Regions from separate parts of the Mus musculus genome. Here region 2 is linked to region 1. Evidence: chromatin contacts called from public promoter capture Hi-C data. All regions are on one chromosome and are shown on one strand. The core of a region is the stretch at or near the end of the contact, and the rest is flanking DNA. Distances in the headings are between cores, read along the strand shown. Region 1 holds the start of Tat (tyrosine aminotransferase). Region 2 overlaps Hydin (HYDIN, axonemal central pair apparatus protein).

What was found. Promoter capture Hi-C pulls out the DNA fragments that hold promoters and counts their contacts.
Region 2: a promoter capture Hi-C map of embryonic stem cells shows a contact between it and region 1, with 2.2 times the contacts expected there. The contact joins the enhancer-like site here to the promoter of Tat in region 1. A contact is called at or near these places in 7 of 39 promoter capture datasets (the 3T3-L1 cell line, cranial neural crest, embryonic stem cells and 4 more) and 1 of 115 datasets of contacts at active chromatin or transcription factors (embryonic stem cells).

The regions. Positions count from the first base shown.
Region 1 is chr8:109,988,862-109,992,511 of GRCm38.p6, forward strand. It overlaps Tat (tyrosine aminotransferase), which reads left to right and starts at 1,575. Exons shown (of 12, transcript NM_146214.3): 1 at 1,575-1,659; 2 at 2,612-2,858; 3 at 2,982-3,086. The coding sequence starts at 2,624.
Region 2 is chr8:110,521,389-110,525,038 of GRCm38.p6, forward strand. Hydin (HYDIN, axonemal central pair apparatus protein) reads left to right here. Exons shown (of 87, transcript NM_172916.2): 43 at 1,684-1,821. Among named protein-coding and RNA genes, the nearest start is that of Gm21283, 21 kb to the left of the region's middle. Within about 2 kb of position 1,808, at least 8 of the 459 cell types and tissues checked have an H3K27ac peak or open chromatin away from gene starts, as enhancers often do. A contact at or near this core is called in embryonic stem cells, where this site is marked.

The DNA of each region.
Region 1 (3,650 bases), core at 325-2,824:
ATTTTTAACACTAAGTCTCCAGAACGTGATTATATGAACGAAACATCTCATCTAAAGATCAGCCACATTTCAAGGATCAAAAGTCAATTATGATTGTGGCTGCTATATGAGACCATGCAACTCTAAACTAAGCGGAGAGGCTAGAGGTACAACTCAGTGGTGAGGCGTTTGCTTTGGTTCAATTCCCTATATCAAAAAGGGGTGTGTGGGGTGGGGTGGGGTGGAAAGTGACTGAGGAAGACACCCAATGTCCTAATGTCCACAAGAAAGTGCACAGCAGGACTCTGGCAACACCTGTGTTTTATGAAGCATCTCTGCATGCCGTAGCTTTTATTGGAGGTGATAGTGATACGTGTCTTTGGGCACTAGAGCTCTGTCGTGCCCAGTGTGATGTGAGCCTTGTGCATCTAAATAGTACTCTGCCTTTTCAGGCCCACGGCAGGAAGTAGACGTTGTAGGCCTGCAAAGTGTGGTGATTGGAGCACTGCACATGCGCAGAGACACTGCTACGCAAATATTAGTCTAGCGCCTCTGGTGGATGGTGCCTGTTGAGGGAGCAAGGAGCAGGTGTGGTCCAGGAATCAGAGTGTGTGTTTCAGCATAGGAGAGAGATTCTACCACTAGTGTTGTTAGTTCCATTGTTAACTTTGTGATCAAATACAAGCTGCTCTGAGAATTTCCTATTCTTTAAAGAAAAAATTAAAAACTTCAGACTTCAGATCCTTCAACTCACTGCATTCCTGAACAGTTTTGTACCCTAATGAAAATTAAGCTGCAGAGAATTTGGCTGCCTTGTTTCTTGATGGATTATTAATTTGTTTTAACTTCCCATTTTGTTCTAAATGGAGTCCAGACCTCTGTGGTATGCCAAGTAAAGGGGATCAAGGCACAGGACAAAGTAACAACAACGACTATGACGACGACGACGACGACAATGGCAATGATAAATGCCCACTGTCAAATGAGCGCGTGATTCTATCTGTGCTTTGAAAATTTATTAAATCACGTATTCATTTATCTCTGCATCTATTTATCTATCCTTATACTAACCTATTTGATGGAATTTTTTAATTTGTTTTTCCTTGGAGTGCGGTTGAATTTTTGTGGAGATTCCCATTGTCCATAGCAAATCCCACATGCAGTAGATGAATAGTCAACCAAGCTCTTATCATTGCCCATGTCCAGGAGTGAGACTGGAGTGCACAGAGAAAGCACTACCAGAAGGACCCTCATTTTAATGCATTTCTGTACTGTTAACACAATAGTTTTCATAACAAAATAAGGACAATAAAGTTAATCGCTGTCACCCCAACTGCCCTCCACAGTTTCCTGAAACAGCTCACCAAATGACCAGAAAGAGTTAACACAGAGAATTCCAGATAACGTGATGTGTGGACAAATCCCAGATTGGATGGTGGCCCAGGGTTGGGGTGAGAAACAGCAGAGTGTGGGGGGGGGGAGTGGGGGGAGGTCCAGGGGAGGGGCTTAGTCCTCACTCTCAACCAATAGCATAAGGGCTTCAGGCCCAACGCCCATTGGCTGAAACTATTTCAAGGGTCAGGACCGCACCTGAACTCATCATCAGAGGACTTGGTGGAGGAGCGCTCGTGGGCCTTATAGGTTTGGCTGCTTGGAGACTGCTTTGCCTGGACGAGGAAGGTAATCCCGGAGGTTCTCTGCACTGTGATGGTGATTGCGATGCTCCTGGCTTTCTTTCTGATATTCTGGCTTTTTCTGCCCAGGGCTGGGATGCTTATCTGACATGTCCTTACTTTAACTAGCATCAATATTCATCTGTCTGTCTGTCTGTCTGTCTGTCTGTCTGTCTCTGTCTCTCTCTCTCTGTTCCTTCTTCCCTTCCTCTCTCTTTCCTTAATGGTATTATGATTGAACATAGGTCCTGGCTCTGCTAGCCAAGTGCTCCACTGCCTTAGTTTTACAGTTTTTGAGTTTTTGGTCTTGCCAAGATGCCCAGGCTAAGGTACTGGGAAGACCCTTTCTCGGGGGCGAGATGGTAGCCCACATGCTTTGATGAATACTCTCCTGTCATTTTTTTTTTTCTCTCGGTTTAACTCAGAGCATAGGGTTAGAGTTGCATATAGAAAATCCCACAAGGCTGAGAGCTGACCCAGCAGGAAAAGCCCTTGTCATCCAAGGGCAAGAATTAGAATTCGGATCTCTAGGACCCATGTAAAGTCAGATGTGGCGGTACACATCTGTAATGCCAGAACCCACAGTGAGATGAGGCGGATGGTGAGGACTGCAACCTGAGGTTGTCCTCTGACCTCCACACATTTGTAGTGGAACATGTGTATGCACAAGTACACACCCATGCCAAAGACAAGTGGAAAAAAAACAATCCTACTTGTAGTAGATAAATATTCAATTAAATGCTCCCTGATAATTTTGAAAATGAGTTGCTCCTATATTTTCTATCTCTGCAAGACATTCTTAAACCCCACTCCTATTCATATCCAAAGCTGTCTTACAAGTGAAATCATATAAAAGCATTAGAGAGATGCATGTGTGAGGTCACCCCTGCTTAGGTCTAAACACAGCTCCCCAACTCCCCATCTTAGCCTTACAGGGACGTCTCTTTTTTTCCCTGTAGGCTTTGTGAGCCATGGACTCCTACGTAATCCAGACGAATGTCAATGACAGCCTACCTTCAGTGCTGGATGTTCGCGTCAATATTGGCGGGAGAAGCTCGGTGCAAGGGAGAGCGAAGGGCAGGAAGGCCAGGTGGAATGTGAGGCCCTCTGACATGTCCAATAAAACCTTCAATCCCATCCGAGCCATTGTGGACAACATGAAGGTGAAGCCGAATCCGAACAAAACCGTGATCTCTCTGTCAATTGGTGAGTTCGGGCCACTTGACCTCCCGCTCTCATGTGCTGCCAGGAAGAGAGGGGAGGAGATAAGACCCGAACGTGGGGATGTAAAGTCTTGGCGGTTCTTTAGCTTCTCTCTTCTGTGAACAGGGGACCCTACTGTGTTTGGGAACCTGCCCACAGACCCTGAAGTGACCCAAGCCATGAAGGATGCCCTGGACTCCGGGAAGTACAATGGCTATGCCCCATCTATCGGTAAGCTTGCCCAGAGAAGCTCAGAGTGCATTTTGGTCATTGCTATATAATGCAGTCTGATCTCAAACTAGCAATTCTCCTGCCTTAGTCTTTCAAGAGCTGGGATTATAGGCATGCACTATCATGCCTAACTTTTAATGTTTTTTTTAATTAAATGTGTTTATTCATGTGTGAATTAGTGTGTGTATCACACACACTGAGAGAGAGAGAGAATATTAGAGACTCAGGCAGACAAACAGATGACAGACAGACAGACAGATGGGGGGGCTGAGTAAGAGTGCATGCTGAGTGGCCACGGTATGTGTGTGTGTCAGTTAAAGGACAACTGTGGAGACTGGCTGTCCCTTTCCATCATGTGTATCCTGAGCATTGAACTCAGGTCGCTAGACTTGGCAGCAAGCACCTTTACCCACTGAGCTGCCCCACTTGCTTTCTATCAAGCTTTCTAAATAGGACTCTACCCTATAATAAAACAGCACTAGGAAGTTAATTCCCTTCACACATGACTGAGCTGAATAGAATGAACTGCCCTTAAGCAAGGGTAGAGGGTGGCTGGAAGCAGCG
Region 2 (3,650 bases), core at 558-3,057, 530 kb after region 1:
CTCAACATGACAAGACCCAAATGAATTGGAGACAGATTCTGAGCTGATCACTCTACCCATCTATACATGTGCACTGGTTCCCATCCCTCTCCCTCTTATTCAATTCAGGGGTTAAATCCATGGTCCTTGCCCTCCTTTTTTTTTTTTTTTTTTTTTTTTTTGGTTTTTTGGTTTTTTGGGTTTTTGGTTTTTCCAGACAGGGTTTCTCTGTATAGCCCTGGCTGTCTTGGACCTCACTTTGTAGACCAGGCTGGCCTCAAACTCAAAAATCCACCTGCCTCTGCCTCCCGAGTGCTGGGATTAAAGGCGTGCACCACCATGCCCCCTCCAGCTCCTAACTCACTCTTCAGATCCCCTTCTCTGTTTCCTCCAAGGACCACTTCCTCTGTCTCAGTCGCCCCTGATCTCCTTCACCAGTCCCATCCAGACATCCACCTGCCTTCCAATATTCCACCACCACCATTGCTTACCAGATTCCATACACGCTGAACTCCCGTGTGCTCCCAAATCAGCTCACGCACGCAGCTCCCTCACAGAGACAGTTCTCAAGTTCTTGTCTCAGTCTGCCATGGTTCCAAGCTTATATGATCCTCCCGTGATTCTCCACCCCTTCACTGCCCCGTCATTCCCTTGCCCTCTCACTTCCCCACCACACGCCTCCCTGCCGTGAATATTACCGGTTCCTGGGTAATGCGCTCAGTTTCTGTGTCTCCCGTGAGAGTGGTAAGAGCCGTGGAGGCAGCATCAATTGCTGGTCCTGTTTGTTGTTGGATGCCTACCTAGTCCACAAGGAGGGCCTGGTGCATGATGGGAACTCAGTAAATATCTGTTGGGTGAATGGGCAGTCAAATACAGGTCAGGACACATACAGAGAACCTCCCACAGTATCCCTGCTTGAAGCTACCACCATTCCTGAGAGTGAAAGAACCTAGTGGGGAAACCCCCACTCAATTTCCGTTCGGCGTGCACCCAAGAATCATGAACAGACGACCATCTTGATGTAAAAGCATGAATTTAATGACAGAGTTTAATGACAGAGTTTAATGACAGAGCTCCGGGCCGACACATATCTCCTGCAGGAGACAGAGGTGTCGACCACATGGTGGAGCCATAATGGCAGAGCTCTGGGTCGAAACGTATCTCACGCAGGAGACAGTGGTTTTGACCACGAGTATTGGAAGCTAGGGGTTTTTATAGAAAAGGGGTGGGACTGGGGGAGGAATTGGCGCGGTTTCACATGATTGGTCCATTTAAACATCAACAGACTGTTAGAAGGGCAGGAGATAGGGAGGCACTAGGCCAGTCAGGACATGTAACGATGGGCCTGCCCAGGCATGTCCTGACCTGTTCTTCTATGTTCTCAGGCCCAGGTTTCAAAGCTCACAAACAACTCTTTAGGCTATTTGACATAAATTACATGAATCACATGTCTCAAGTTTTATTTCCTTTCAAGAGAAGTAGGGAATCATGCCATTTGAAATATAGTCCTCATTATTTAAGGAGCCTGCAAGAGTTTTGTGGTATTATTATTATTATTATTGTTATTGTTATTATTATTATTATTATTATTTTGTGTGTGTGTGTGTGTGTGTGTGTGTGTGTGTGTAGGCTACATTGCCTGTATGTATAGTTGTTGAGACATAAGGCTGGCTTTTGACTTCCTGCCCTTCTCCCACTCATCAGATCTCCTCTAGCCCTCTCCTCCCCGGCCCCACCCATCGGCGGCTCAGCGTCAGCGCCAGTATTGGCGGGGAGACCGGGCTGATGAGCTGCGTGCTCCCAGATGACCTCCTCATTCAGATCCTGGCTGAGCGGATACAGGTGTGTACACGCCCACCCACACAAAGCAGCAGGCTTGGAACTCACACACTGAACCCTTGCTGAGAGCTGAGACGCTAGGCCATCGGCCCCCCTCAGTGGCTCAGAGCCCTCGGGACTCAAAGGGTCCCTTGCTTGTCTTTTGTCGCTCTCGCCCATGACCTCTGTCTGTCCTCCAGTTGGAAGCTACTCTTCTTTTTAAAGAACCAGGGAGCAGGTTTTACACCAAAGAAATAAAGCAAAAAGAGCAATGTGATAAAAAGTATAATGTGAGCAGCTGGAAGTCCAAGCTTGCCTGGCACGGTAGTGTGCACCTGAAATCCCGGAGCTCCCGACGCTGGGGCATGGGATTGCGGAACTCAGACCAGGCTGGGTTGCATAATGAGATTTTTGTCTCAAAAATAAAACATGGGTCTCTGTAAATTACAGATTAAAAAAAAAGTTTTCATAATGTAATGTGAAACAGATTAATATGTAAAGCAAATTTACATTTTATATATTTGCAAATAATGTCACATGCATTGACAAAAACCTCCTACAGTGTGAGATCAGTGTTACTCTCTTTGGTTAGTAGGTCTATGGGTTTTACATCTCCTTTTATCTTTCTCAATTCTTCTTAAAAGCATACTGCTTTTAAGGTCAAAACCAATGTGATTTTTTTTTTAATGAACTTGGGGGTCTGGAGCTGCAGTCCAGTGAAAGAGTACCTGCCTGGCTTGCTTAAGGCCTTGGTTTTCTCTCCAGGACCACGTGGACACATGAAAAAACTACGTATGCTCTGGAGTCACGACCAGCAAGGCCTATGGGCTCCCAGAGCTGTGTGTTTCCTTTAGTTTCTCATACCGGGCAGCTATTAAGCACATTTCTTTCATGTGTCTGTGTGTATAGGGTGTGTGTGTGTGTGTGTGTGTGTGTGTGTGTGTGTATGCATGTTTATATCTGTGTGTACATGGGTTAGAGGCCATGGGTTGGAAATTGATATCAGGTCTCATCTTCAGTTGTTCTTCACTTTTAATTTATGAAAATCAGGTCTCTCACAACAGACAGGAGTTAATCTGGCTCATCTTGTTAGCCAGATTATTGCAGACATCCCATCTGGGCCTCCCAAGTGCTGGGATTACAAGCAGCCCCCACATGCCTGATACCTTCTTGGGTGCTGGGGATTCAACTCCATCCTTCATGCCGGGTCCTGGAGTAATACCACATTGCAGGAGAAACCGTTCTTCAGTGGTTGCAACACCAAGATCATTACAGTCCAGTTATGTTGCCAAAGTCATTCCACTCCAAGGCAGTGAGTGGGCTGCTAAGAAAAGTACAGGCCTGGGAGACAACTTAGTGGCAAAGGGTTTGCCTGCATTGTGTCTCCCAGCAGGCACCTCATAAAAATCTGGGCATGGCTTTATATATTTCCAATCCCAGATCTGGGCAGACAGAGACAGAGGATCCCTGAGACTCACTGGCCAGACAGCCTAGCAGAATTATCAGTGAACCCCAAGTCCTAAGGAGACACCTTGGTTTCTTGAGAGGGAGAGACAGAGACAGAGACAGAGACAGAGACAGAGAGACAGAGAAAGAGAGGAGAGAAAGAGAGAGAGAGAGAGAGAGAGAGAGAGAGAGAGAGAGAGAGAGAGAGAGAGAGAGAACAGACAGACAGACAGAGGTACAGAGAAGAGAGATGGACAGCTGTCAAGGAATAATACCCAAGGTTGTCCTCTGGCTTCCACTTGCATGTGCATGCATGTGCACCTGTACACAAACATGCATACATACCTGTGCATGCATGTACATACACAAAAAGAAAAGCTCAGGCGGGCTCTTGCTGCCGGATTCCC